Linked DNA regions of Mus musculus: all the other regions are linked to region 3. A link is a contact called in public HiChIP or PLAC-seq data. All regions are on one chromosome and are shown on one strand. Each heading gives the region's core, a stretch centred on a gene start, on an enhancer-like site or on the middle of the called end of the contact. The rest is flanking DNA. Distances are from core to core; before and after follow the strand shown.

Region 1 (3,978 bases), core at 778-3,277, 330 kb after region 3:
AAATTGTTAAGTCCCGTGAGCCAAGGACCGACTCAACAGCAAGCAGCTTTTCCATGCATACTCTATGTAAATACATACACCTCTGCCCACCATTTATTGTGATAAATATGCAATAATCATCACACCTGCGCTTGCGTGATCACACTTAGGTCAGTGTAGTTCAGCATGGAAAGGGTTCCATGGCAGGGGACTGACTGGGAGTGGCGTAGGAGGAGATCTGATGGCTGCTGCGCATGCTCTTTTGCCATGAGTCTTGCCATCTTATGATTTGCTGCGCACCTAGAGACTGAGTGGTTGTCTCACTTGCCAGTTGTGAACCTGTGGTTTCTCTGGGTCATCAGTCAGGGAGAGCCTTCACAGAAAACTACTGCTTGAACATTTTTATACATTTCATCTGCCTCTCTACATCCCTTCACTTGGCTAGACATCAAAATGGTAGTGAGCAAAAGGCTGTGTATAATATATAAGGATCTGGGGAATGGGGAAATCTTTCAGGCTGACAGGAAGAACACTGAGGAGATCAGTGTTACATGGATGCCTTGAGAAAGTATAAATGTTTTTTGCAAAGTCATCATGCCCAGATTACATATTTTAGAGATTAACCTACTTATAGAAAGAAAAAGCAAAATTTAATTTTACTCACCCAATCCCCTCAAAAGTAAACCCAAATCAGTAGTAGTTCTCACTGTAGTCTTCTAAACTAGAACACTGGGGATGAGACTTGTCCCTTAGTGTCCTTATGTGATAGATTCCAGGACTCCATGAACACCATGCATGATCATGATGCCCAGATCCTTCCTGTTCAGGGGCACAGTGTTTTTGTTTGTTTGTTTGTTTGTCTGTTTGCTTGGGTGGTTTTTTTTTTTGTTTGTTTTTTTCAAGACAGGGTTTCTCTGCATAGCCCTGGCTGTTCTGGAACTCACTTTGTAGACCAGGCTGGCCTCTAACTCAGAAATCTGCCTGCCTCTGCCTCCTGAGTGCTGGGATTAAAGGCGTGCGCCACCACGCCCGGCTTGGGCACAGTGTTTTTTATATAACCTATGCTGATCTTCCTGTGTGACTTCAATCATCTGTGTCTCACTTGGAGATGTGACCTAATATTGTTATCCTATATTCTTTAAGGAATAATGAAAAGAACAAAAGGTGTTCAGTACAGATATCACTACTTTGAGAAACATACTGTACATTCATGGTTGGTTGCATTTCATAGACATAAAACCTTGAGGATATGAAGGCTCTGATCTTTGATGGAAAATGCTTTTTTTTCCCCAAGGAAATGGCATAATTTAGTGAACGCTAGCAGAGACATAAAGAATGGACTCAGAATTTTGACATCAAATGCTTGCTTGATTTCTTTGATGTTTTGCAATAGGGAATGGAATCCTAGGACACAGAGCATGTTTTGTCTGTCTTGGAAGATTGCATGCTTTACAGACACCTGTTCTCCAAAAGCTAGCCCCATGGTCCCTTATTTCCCCTTTATATCAGTTGCTCATTTATTATAGGAGTCAGCCATCATGCTGTCATGTTCTCATTACTTTATGAGACCTAAAATCTTGGGTGTTCTATTCTTTCATGTGGTCTTTGTCCCTTCAGAGTCTGTGGTATGTAAAGTCACTGTGCTTTGGTCTTTGAATTCATCTCTGGGATTGAAAAAAGAGAATGCCCGTTTACATGGGAATTCACTGGCACTAGGCACTCTCTCTCACTGCCACAATTTCAAGTAGGGGTGTGGGCATCATTCCCATTGTTTACAGAGAGGAGACTGAGAATAAGAAAATGTACGTAACTTGTCCACAGTCATGGAGGAAGTACGTGCAGGCAGAATTCTACACAGTGTAAACAATCTATTAGCCCCGAATCCCAGGAATTTCTCTGTTTATGCTGTCATCCAGGCGAAGACGGGGTTCAATTACATCATTCAAGTGCACATTTTGAATTGTCTTTTGTAGTGAAAAAGGCTGTACCTTGTCATGATCTTCTGTTAGGCATTGGTTTATGACTAGTTTGTGGTGTGCTGGCTGATGGGTATTGTTGGTGGTATTAAGTAAGTTTTATGGGCAGTTGACTTGAAGAATAAGTCCATCTTAGTCACAGACACAAAGATATTGGCTTCAGATAACATTTGTAGTGGAATTTAGTCATCATTTTCGTCACTGGTGTGGGTTGGTTGAAGTCTCAGCAATGACGGCATGATGTAACATCAGCTTTGAGAGGGCCCATTTTTTAGATATAAAAGTTATTAATATAATTAATTGATTACATTTAAAATAGTCCAGCCTGCTCTCTTGCATATATTCTCCTTGCCTAAGAAAAGCAATTCCTGGGAGTTCTGCTGGCTACAACACCCGCACATCCAGGGGGCAAGTGTGCATTCCGACGTGCTTATTCCTTTCCTCCTTGTGGTCACTTGCTCAGTGTGAGGAGTCTTAGCTCACTAGACTAATTGAGACTCTTTACTGTTGGTCAGTTCTCCAACAAGTTCATTGTTTATTGACTAGCACCATTATCAGTATGTTGGTAAGATCATAAAAACAGCTGTATGTGGCTTCTAGTAGTTGTGAGTGCAGCTATACATAGTAATAGCCAGGGAAAATATAAATGTATGCTGTTTTATAATAAATAAAACATTATAATAACCTTTGTAGTATGACTGTTTAGGGCTACTTTCTTTGAATTAAAAAAAAAAAAGTCTTGAACTGACTCATAAACTGATCCAAAAGGTATTTCCCCCTTTTTACTGGTTATTGTAATAAACAGAATTTTCGGCACCTTCCAAGAGCATACAAGAGAACATTTATAAAAGAAGGAAAGACAGTGAGATGGTTGGTGATGGTTTTACCATTATGGATTTCATTTCGGTCAGCGGAGTTCAAAGCAGTGTAAATCTTGATGCCCCTACTGTAATAGAAGGATCTTATTCATGTCTAGTTTGTGACAGGATTCAGGTTGCTGCAGCTACACTAATATCTTTTAAGCTTCTGTTTAATAGGATTGGTACTTTTATTTTCTGAAGGCTTCTTTATTTCCCAAATGTTGTCCCGTCTTTTCCCTTAATCAGCTGGCCCATAACTACCCCATAAGGTGCCATATTATTATGACATTGATTTGCTTTAAGACTATAAATACAGTCAGAGTTTTAATTAAGGATGTGTTCCTGGTACAACTGGCAGAGAACTACCCACGGGAGGAAAATAACATGGGAAATTTATATCTATTCCCAGAGCTTCCTTTTAGTTATTACTTTCTCGCCGCTTAATTTTTTTCAACCCCACAGACAAGCAACTGCATTAGAGAATGTGTAAGTGATTTTAATTGCATTTTCCCCTGTCTGGAGCATTTGTAATGTGGCAGAGAGACCAATGCAATTGGCCCAAAGGGAAATTGATGAGCTAGGAATGGAGTTAGACACAGCCATCAATCTAAGGCACAGTCAGTCTCCAAGTTAACAAACCGGCTCGGTCTCTCCTCTGCTTTGAGGACATTTTCTTTCCATTCAACAATCCAAACTGCTTTGCACTGGGCTTCCTGGGTGCCTTCTGTGCAAATTAACCTTGGAAGGCACGTGAGAGTTGTGCCTAGACATCTGTACATGAAGGTCCCTGTTGCAGAACAGTTCTAAAGACTGGAATCAAGGACCTCGAGAGAAGTATGTCCTTTCCCAGGCATACTGCAGAAGCTCTCCCTGTACCCATGAAGAATGCTCCTTCTCAGATCTCAAGCTAACAGAGCCTTCTGGGGCTCCCAAGCCCTCAAGAATTTGAAGTAGTTTTAAATTGGAGAACCAAGTACATCCATATTTGGTTCTGAGATACTCACACTGCAAGTTCGATTTGAGTGAACACTGAAATTGGCCCGGGTCTCAGTTCTGCTTTCTCAAAGTAGAAAGTATTTCATTTATGCATGGAATGCCTGCCACTCAAAAATCATATGAGTTGACAGGCTGTTTTAGAGATCATTATTTTCCTGTGGCCTGGG
Region 2 (4,016 bases), core at 1,208-3,707, 320 kb before region 3:
TTCTAGTGGCATCTCTTTAGTGGGTGATTATTATTCAAAGTAGGTACTGAGAAAGCAAACCTTTTCCTATTCTGCTCATGTAAGGATACAGTAAAATAGCAGTCTCTCAAGTCAATTATTATTATAGGCCATGATCTCAGTAACAAAGAAGGTGAAGGAAGTCCAGGCTGTAAAGGACCCAGTGTTTGAATTACTTTTTACTGCTCTTAAATCTGTTATTGTTCTGTAGTTTTCTGATTTTTGTTTTTAACAACAAACATGAGAATTCCATCGGCTGGTAGGCTCTTCTATATGTTGAGCCCCCAGCTGTTCTTGTACCATTGTTCAAGTGCCTGCAACTTTTCTTTTATTATGGCTCACTGCTCTTGCCACACAGGTTGGTTTGCTAACCATTTTAGGGGCAAGGCTGTTGGTATGTTAGCAGTGGCCCCTTTTATAAATTTGGAAAACTCAATCCTTGTGTTGTCTTGTGTTTGGACAGTGGGCACAGCTTGTGATTGTTCCCAATTATCAGTATCAATACTTTCCCTAGGAGCATCCACCAGATCACCCCTAGTTTCCTCATTTGATGTCCCCAAATTGCAGGGATATTAATTTGAGTAACCCATTGTTGTAAAAGACCCCTTCCCCACAAACTTACGGCTATGTCAGCCACATAAGGACTTTCTTCCCTGTTTGCCCTTCTCGTCCCACACAGGTAATCCATTGGACACTGTGTCTTATTTGTGATAATTTACCAGATCCTGTAAACTGTGTGTAAACCTGAAGTGGCCAATCTGGATTCTAAGACTTTTAGGAAAGTATACTAATGTTAGCTCATGTATCCACCTGTATTTCAACACCATTCATTTGTACCATTCATTTGCACCATTCATTTGTACCATTAATTTGAATCTCTGATCATTAACCACTATTTGCCAGAACACACATTTTCCAGTACTTCCAAAAGCCCCTGTTCTTTCTACTGGAGTAGCCTTGCCCTTTATGTAGGGAAACAGTAACAGCTGAGCAGTTTTATCCCTTGCATTAATTTGTACCTCCTTTTTCATATATATCATAATTTGTTTATCTTTCTTGCTATTCCCACTTATAATACCTGGGTGCACAATAAAATTTCCCAAGATTCCTACTATCCCTGAAAGTAAAGGATCATAAACACCAGTGGTTAGCCTGTAATATTGAAATTTGGGGGGTAGTGTAAGAGATGTATCTTTGGCAAGATCCTGAGCTGCATCTATAAGATCAGAAATACTTAGTTTTGATCTTCTTGTCCACTTGGTATTTCCTGGCTGACCAAAGGAAGATGGCTCTTATTGTTTGCTCCAGGGTCTCAAACTGAAAGCCCGCTCGGTTCGTTTCCCAACTGTAAGGTTATGTCTTATGAATATCTTGGACCTACAATCTTTAGACCAGTGTTTGCCCTTTCTACAGTGGCTACAATACCCTGGAAGCTTTTGTGTTTCATAGCAGCCAGAACCTCCTTATTCTTGTCTATGAATGCCATATTCTCCAGACTTAATGCACTTGCTATTTTGAGACCTGAATCTTTTATTTTTACAGTTTCTTGAAATGACCAAATTCATTACAAAGCACTGGGCATTTTGGTTCCTATAACATTGGCATGGTGCTCCTGAAGGCCAGCACCAATTGTCTCTCTTATCCATTTGTGTATTGGTGCTCCTTGTGCTTTCAATGGACTGACTGACCTCTTACATTTAATATTTGCATTTTCAAATGCCAAGATCTCTGTCAATGTACTCTCTGGTTTCAGGGTCTGATTTGGTCTGTTTATAGCTGAACCTGATCTGTAAGAAGTCAATAAAGGCTTCCCCAGGGCCATGTATTACCTTAGTGAATGAGATGGATTGTCCCCCTGGCTGCTCAGTCACATCCCAAGCTCTTAACGCAGCAACACAACATCGTCAATTATGACATCATCAGATCAGATTTGTACAAAGCCTGGGAAAGCTGAAAGTACCTGTGCAGCCCCAAGCACATGCTCTGGCAGTGCACTTGTCTGGATACTAACCTGTCCCTGTAGTGCCTCTTGCTCTTCCTCAACCCTTGTCTCATGGAGGTGCTCTGGGCACCTATAAGTCAAAGTGCATGGGCAGGGCAAGGTTGTCTTCTAGCCTAGTTTGCTTCCCTCTCTCATCGTGTGGTAAATTTCTGTCTCAGACACCAAGCCGAACAGTGGTGTTGTTCTCCTCTCACTGGCTCTTTTTGCTTTCCAAGCACTTCAGCCTCTGTCCACACACTCTAAGTGCATAGCCAACCGTGCAATCCTTTCTAACCCAAGAGAATTGACTGAGCCTTCTGAGTTTTCAGCTTTCCCCATAATCTTTTTCAAAATGGTATGCATGAAACCTATGAACCAAAACCAGAGAACCCCCTCCAGGAGCAAGGCAGGAAACAACCCAGTGGCAGTTTCTCTTATTTTGCCATCCTCCTTACACAACATTGCTAAGCCATCAAAACTTGCCTATTCCTCTATACAAGAAGTAGCAGAGTTACCCATTATGCCTAGGCCATGTTGAGTGCCACCTGTATTCTTAGATTTTTCAAAACCTACTTTAGTTGGGGTTCTTAAATATTTCAACCTCCCTTCTAGCCCACTGATCAGAGGTAGGGGATAAAAAAGAAGGTTAAAATAGCAAAAGAGAATTATAGACCTGTTTAGTAGTTCATTGAGGCAGTTCCACTCTTTGTTGTCAGGATACCAGCAGTCCAGTTCAGTAGCAAACACCAAACACAAATCAGTAGTGGTGACTCAGTCCAACATAAACAGCAAGGCTTAGCTGAATCAGGATGAGTCAGTAGAAGTGGCCAGAATCAGCCAGAATACCACAAGAGGTTCTTTGATGCATTTCTCTCTACAAAGCAAAGTCTAAAGAAGACCAGTGAAGAAGTGAAGTGTCACACAAATAACAATGCAAGAGCATATCTCTCTCACTGTCTGTGGGATTCTATTTATATTCTTTCTAGGCATCACGTGCTCTCTCAAGTGTTTGTTTTCAGTAAAATATCACAAGATAGCTTCCCAAAAAAGTCACGTGACATGACTGAGTTGTTAAAGAAACCAGAAATTTCTACTTCAGTAGTCCCTTAGCCAGGGCTGTGGATTCACTTTAAAGGGAGGAGACAGTGCTGTGTCTCCTAGAGGCAATGCTGCAAGTCCTGGTTACACATCAGACTTAAAAGACTTGGCAGGGAGAAGGCGGATATAAAACTTCTCAAGTGGTTCATATATTAACATGTTGAAGCAGTCTCATTTTGGATATCTAGAAATAAATATTATTAAACTTATAAAAAGTGTAGCCACCAGAGCAGGTAATGAAGCTAAGCTCTTTCTTACCCACCTGACAGCTCTGGGCTAAGTCGTAGTAATTTTGGAGCTTAAAGAATTCAGCTGTATTTTGAGGACTTGTGTGAAAGTTTTGAGGCATCTTGACTCATTTATTTAATATATATTGTATTGGTGCGTGTGTGCCGCGTGTGTGCTCGCGCAGTGTGTGTGTGTGTACGTGTACACCTGTACTCGAGCACACATGCATGTGTGACTGACTTAGCATGCATGTGGAGATCAGCAGACAACTTGCAGAAATTGGTTTTTTCTTTCATCTTTAGGTACATCCCTTGTCATGAGTATCAAGATGGCTAGCTTACAAAGCTGCCCGGCTATGCGGGCTGTGCGTCTAATAGGCTTGTAGACCTTAGATGTGTTTCCCCACAGCTGGATTTTTTTTTTTTTTTTTGACATGGGTTCTGGCCATCAAACTCAGGTTAGGTTGTCTGGTTTGTGGGATAAATGCTATTACTTGCTGAGCCATCTCACTGGCCCCATCAGTCATCATTGATAATGGGCATTTAAGTAATAATTTAAAAACAAAGTAAAAGACATGCTAAGCATTGTCCACAGTTCTTCAGATTCTAAAGACCTCCATTGAGAAAGAAAAAATAAAGACATTGTAGTGAGTCAGCTGATAGCAACTGGGAGACCCTGAAGTTTAAAGCTG
Region 3 (3,975 bases), core at 955-3,454:
TTGAAGTTCTCTCCTCTCAGATGTGTGTCAAGGTAACATAAAACTGTCCAACACAGTTGTACTATACTGTATAAATACTCAGTCTCCAATGATTTGGGTCTTTCACAGGGCTTTTTGCTATCCATTTCTGACTTAATTCCATTATGGCTAGAACAAGACGTTTTGTAAGACTCGAATCTTTTAAAAATTTATCAAAACTCAAGATATGTCTTAGAATATGGTCTGTATTGGTCAATATGCTGCATATTCTGATTCTGCTCTAAGTGCATATAGAGTTGCATAAATGTTGGCCTGCTAGAGCTGGTTGTTGCTGCAGCTGGAGGCTTATCCGTCTGCATTTCCTATGTGCTCTGTAAACGTGTGTCTAAAACCTGCAACTTTTAGACTGTTTTTCTTTGACCAAGGCATTTTTTAAAAAATGGGTTTTCTGACTTGCATTTTGATGTCCTGCCATTCAGAGCCCAACAGGCAGGGTTGCTATGTTGTCTTGATGAGTTAACCCTTTCCCTGATGGGTCAAGCCTACTTGGTCTTTGGTAAGAGTGTCAGCTCTGAAATCAATTCTTCTGCTATGAGTGTGAATGCTCTAGCTCTTTCAGTTCTTCTTGTCCTTGTAATGTTTCGCCAGCAAAACACACTCGGACAACCAGATCCTTCTACGGCAAAGCTTTATTGCTTACTTATCAGGAAGACCTCGAATACAGGAAACTCAGTCCTTTTATAACCCACAAAGAGCGGTTGGAGAAGTGTCAGCTCCTGATTAGCTGCTCACTATCAGCCCAGATGACTGCCACGGGACAGGCAGGGCACAAGGCATGAAAAAATACCCCAGCATCATGCGCAGACTACTTGTTTACTAGTTAGAACACGGGATATCAGTGCCATCTTGTAATGGCGATTGCAAGGGCGGCTCCTCACAAGTTCTGATGACCTGTCACACCCTTTCCTGGCCACTCTGTTTGTCCCAGTGTTTTGGTGGCTCTTTTGCAGGTAGCCTCTGACTTTACACTGAATTGTTCAGGACTTTTGTGTTTTTCAAGCATGTAGAGAAAGGGAAGTGCTGCTACCTGCTCTGTACAAAAGCTGTTGCTGGTTTAGCTTCCAAAGAAGGGGCTGTACTCCCTGGAATCTTTCAAAAAATTACATATTCGTGTATTATGAATGTGTGTGTGTGTGTGTGTGTTTGCATGTGCCACAGAGTGTGTGCGGAGGTCAGAGGACATCTTGTCAGAGTTGGTTCATTCCTTTTCTCATGTGGGTCCTGGGGTCTTTAACTCAGGTAGTCAAGTCTGGTGGCAAGTACCTTTATTCATGGAACCATTTCACCTGTACCTACCTACCTCCTATAGTGTGTTCTCCATAGCAAAACACAGCTGCCGCCACCACCACCACCACCACCACCACCATCACCACAACCTCCTGCTTTCTCTGATTCTTTGGTTTATGTTACCTTCACGGTGTTTTTTATGTTTTATTTTTCTGGAATACTTCAATTCTGGTGTGTTTTGGTACCATCAGTATGTTTCATGCTATCTATTAGTCTCTTCAGTAATAGCCTCTGGCTTCTTACTTATTTGGGTTCAATTGGTGATTTTGTATGAATGGGTCGCCGTCAGGTGGTATCCCCTCAATGGTTTCCATTGCCCCTGACAACCCTGTGAGTACTCCCTGGAGAAGCTCATCCCTTAAGCCACTGTTGACATCTTCTCTTTGTTCTAGTGTCTTCTCTTCTGGAGTAGCAATCACCCACACTTGCTGGAAACTGAAGGCAGCAGGGTCCCCATGATGGCTTGGATTCTGTAGTCAGACGCCGGCCTGAGGGACCTGAGCTGACTTCTTGAGCCTTTGCTCTCCATCATTTATCCCTCATCTGCTTTTTCTCCCACTGCTTACAGACTCCAGGATGCTCTCCATAGGTGAAAGGGTCAGATAGTATCAGACGGACCTTTTGTGGGAAACATTTTATGGCTGGCTGGGGGTTCCCCTGTGTGAGGCCCAGACTCCTTGTCTGAAGTGGAAAGTGCTGCATCTTTTGCCAGATCCTCCCACCCGCTCACAGGTCAAATAATGGCTTTAGTTAGAAATACGGAAAAGTTTAGTTAATCCCTGCACCAAAACTTGCCACTAGGAAGGCAGCAGTGTAAACAGCGTGTGACTAATCCTTTCTTCAGAAGAGAGCAGTTCTGTGCAATTGTTTGCCCCGTGTTTACGAAGACACAGAGGTTTCCATAGATGCAGATCTCTGAGCAGCCGGCTATCCCCCGCCCCACTGTCTCCTTCTCCTTTCTGCTCCTTTTCTTCCCTACTGGCATTCCCTCCATTCCTCCGACCCCCTTCTGGTACTGCTGCCATACTGTCTGTGTGGCCAGTGACCTGCTACCAAACCCGATGGCCTTTGCTAATTCTGTGTATCTTGCTTCTTTGCAGCAATTTGTAAATAATCTTCTCTCCCTTCCTTTTTGAAACCCTTTCCTGCTCAATATTTCTAGACCTATATACTGTGTGGTTTTTAATCTCTTCTGATCCTCTATCTCTTCTCTTTATGTCCTATCTATCTGCCTATCTACCTGTCCACCCATCTGCCTATCTATCTATCTATCTATCTATCTATCTATCTATCTATCTATCTATCTATCTATCATCTATCTACCTATCTATCTTCATCATCATCATTTAAATGAGTCTTGGTTTATTCTGAGTTCCATATACAATGATTCTCAAGTTCACTACAAAACTAAGAGAATGGAGATGTGGCTCAGTTGGTAGAGTGCTTGAATACCACACATGAAGCTTTGGGTTTGAATCCCAGCAATGCAGAAGCCGAGTGATTTTGAACATACTTGTAAATCCAGTAGGAGTGTGTGTGGGGTGGAAGAACCTGAAACTAGATAGATCACGGACTCTGTGGGAGGAGCTGTTTTCTTAAATACGAGTCTTGTACTCTTTCAGAGGACATGAAGATTTATGCCATCCTTAACTGTATGCCAGAAAGCAGAGAAGTTAGGCTGCCAACCAAGTGTGATTCACCCTCCTCAAAACTGTGAATGGGTCTCACATAGCCAAGGTTGGCCTTGAACTCATATAGCAGAGGATGTCCCGGAACTTGTACCTTTTGATCTCCCACCTGTGGGACTAGATAGGTATGTGCTATCACAGTCAACGTCTGTGCTGTTGGGGTACAGGTCAGAGGAGATCCCAGCACTGAAGGGGGAAGTTGACACTAAGTCCCACCCCTAACTAAGAAGCTCATTGCAGCTGATGCCAGTGGGTAAGGGAAAAATCCGGTTTCTCCAATGGAGTGTCACTGAATATGTCAACCACATGTCCGAGAAAGATTCTCTACCCAGTAGTAGCTGGACAACACAAAGCAGACCCCATGTTTGTCTTTTTCTGTACTGTTTTGTTTTGTCTTGGACACTTTTTTCTTTGTCTCTTTGTTTTAGTTCTGATTTTGACTTTTGATTTTTTCTGAGAGAGAGAATGAAGATGACATTGGGTAGGTAAGGAGGTAGGGAGGATCTGGGAAAGAAAAGAATGTGGTCAAAAACGTATTGCACAAGAATAAATTTTCAATAGAGAGAGAGAGAGAGAGAGAGAGAGGAAGAAGAAGAAGAAGAAGAAGAAGAAGAAGAAGAAGAAGAAGAAGAAGAAGAAGAAGAAGAAGACAAATCTTAATTGTGAAAAAAATTGTGTCTACAAAATAAGCTGCGAAAACTTTCTACTGACATGACATTAAGAAAGGGCGTTGATTCTATGTAACCTGGTGCACTATGCTATCAATCGCAGCACTTGGGAGACAGAAACAGATGGATCTCTGTGAGTTGCAGGCCAGCCTGGTCTACAGAGTGAGTTCCAGGACATCAGAGCTATGTAGAGCGACCCTATCTCAAACAGACCAACAAAAGATTAATTTTTTTAGAAGAATTCTTTTTTTTTATTACATATTTTCCTCAATTACATTTCCAATGCTATCCCA

What was found. HiChIP or PLAC-seq counts read pairs in DNA pulled down with a chosen protein or histone mark.
Region 1: a contact with region 3 is called in a FOXA1 HiChIP or PLAC-seq map of pancreatic cancer cells, with 4 times the contacts expected there. The contact joins two enhancer-like sites. A contact is called at or near these places in 1 of 15 datasets of contacts at CTCF or cohesin (the NIH/3T3 cell line) and 2 of 115 datasets of contacts at active chromatin or transcription factors (bone marrow-derived dendritic cells and pancreatic cancer cells).
Region 2: a contact with region 3 is called in a FOXA1 HiChIP or PLAC-seq map of pancreatic cancer cells. The contact joins two enhancer-like sites. A contact is called at or near these places in 1 of 15 datasets of contacts at CTCF or cohesin (the NIH/3T3 cell line) and 3 of 115 datasets of contacts at active chromatin or transcription factors (bone marrow-derived macrophages and pancreatic cancer cells).

What each region holds. Positions count from the first base shown.
Region 1 is chr17:75,468,699-75,472,676 of GRCm38.p6, forward strand. The region is part of intron 1 of Rasgrp3 (RAS, guanyl releasing protein 3); the gene reads left to right. Among named protein-coding and RNA genes, the nearest start is that of Rasgrp3, 35 kb to the left of the region's middle. Within about 2 kb of position 2,028, at least 13 of the 459 cell types and tissues checked have an H3K27ac peak or open chromatin away from gene starts, as enhancers often do. A contact at or near this core is called in pancreatic cancer cells, where this site is marked.
Region 2 is chr17:74,816,989-74,821,004 of GRCm38.p6, forward strand. All of the region lies in intron 13 of Ttc27 (tetratricopeptide repeat domain 27), which reads left to right. Among named protein-coding and RNA genes, the nearest start is that of Ttc27, 100 kb to the left of the region's middle. Within about 2 kb of position 2,458, at least 48 of the 459 cell types and tissues checked have an H3K27ac peak or open chromatin away from gene starts, as enhancers often do. A contact at or near this core is called in pancreatic cancer cells, where this site is marked.
Region 3 is chr17:75,142,172-75,146,146 of GRCm38.p6, forward strand. The region is part of intron 3 of Ltbp1 (latent transforming growth factor beta binding protein 1); the gene reads left to right. Among named protein-coding and RNA genes, the nearest start is that of Ltbp1, 140 kb to the left of the region's middle. Within about 2 kb of position 2,205, at least 15 of the 459 cell types and tissues checked have an H3K27ac peak or open chromatin away from gene starts, as enhancers often do. A contact at or near this core is called in pancreatic cancer cells, where this site is marked.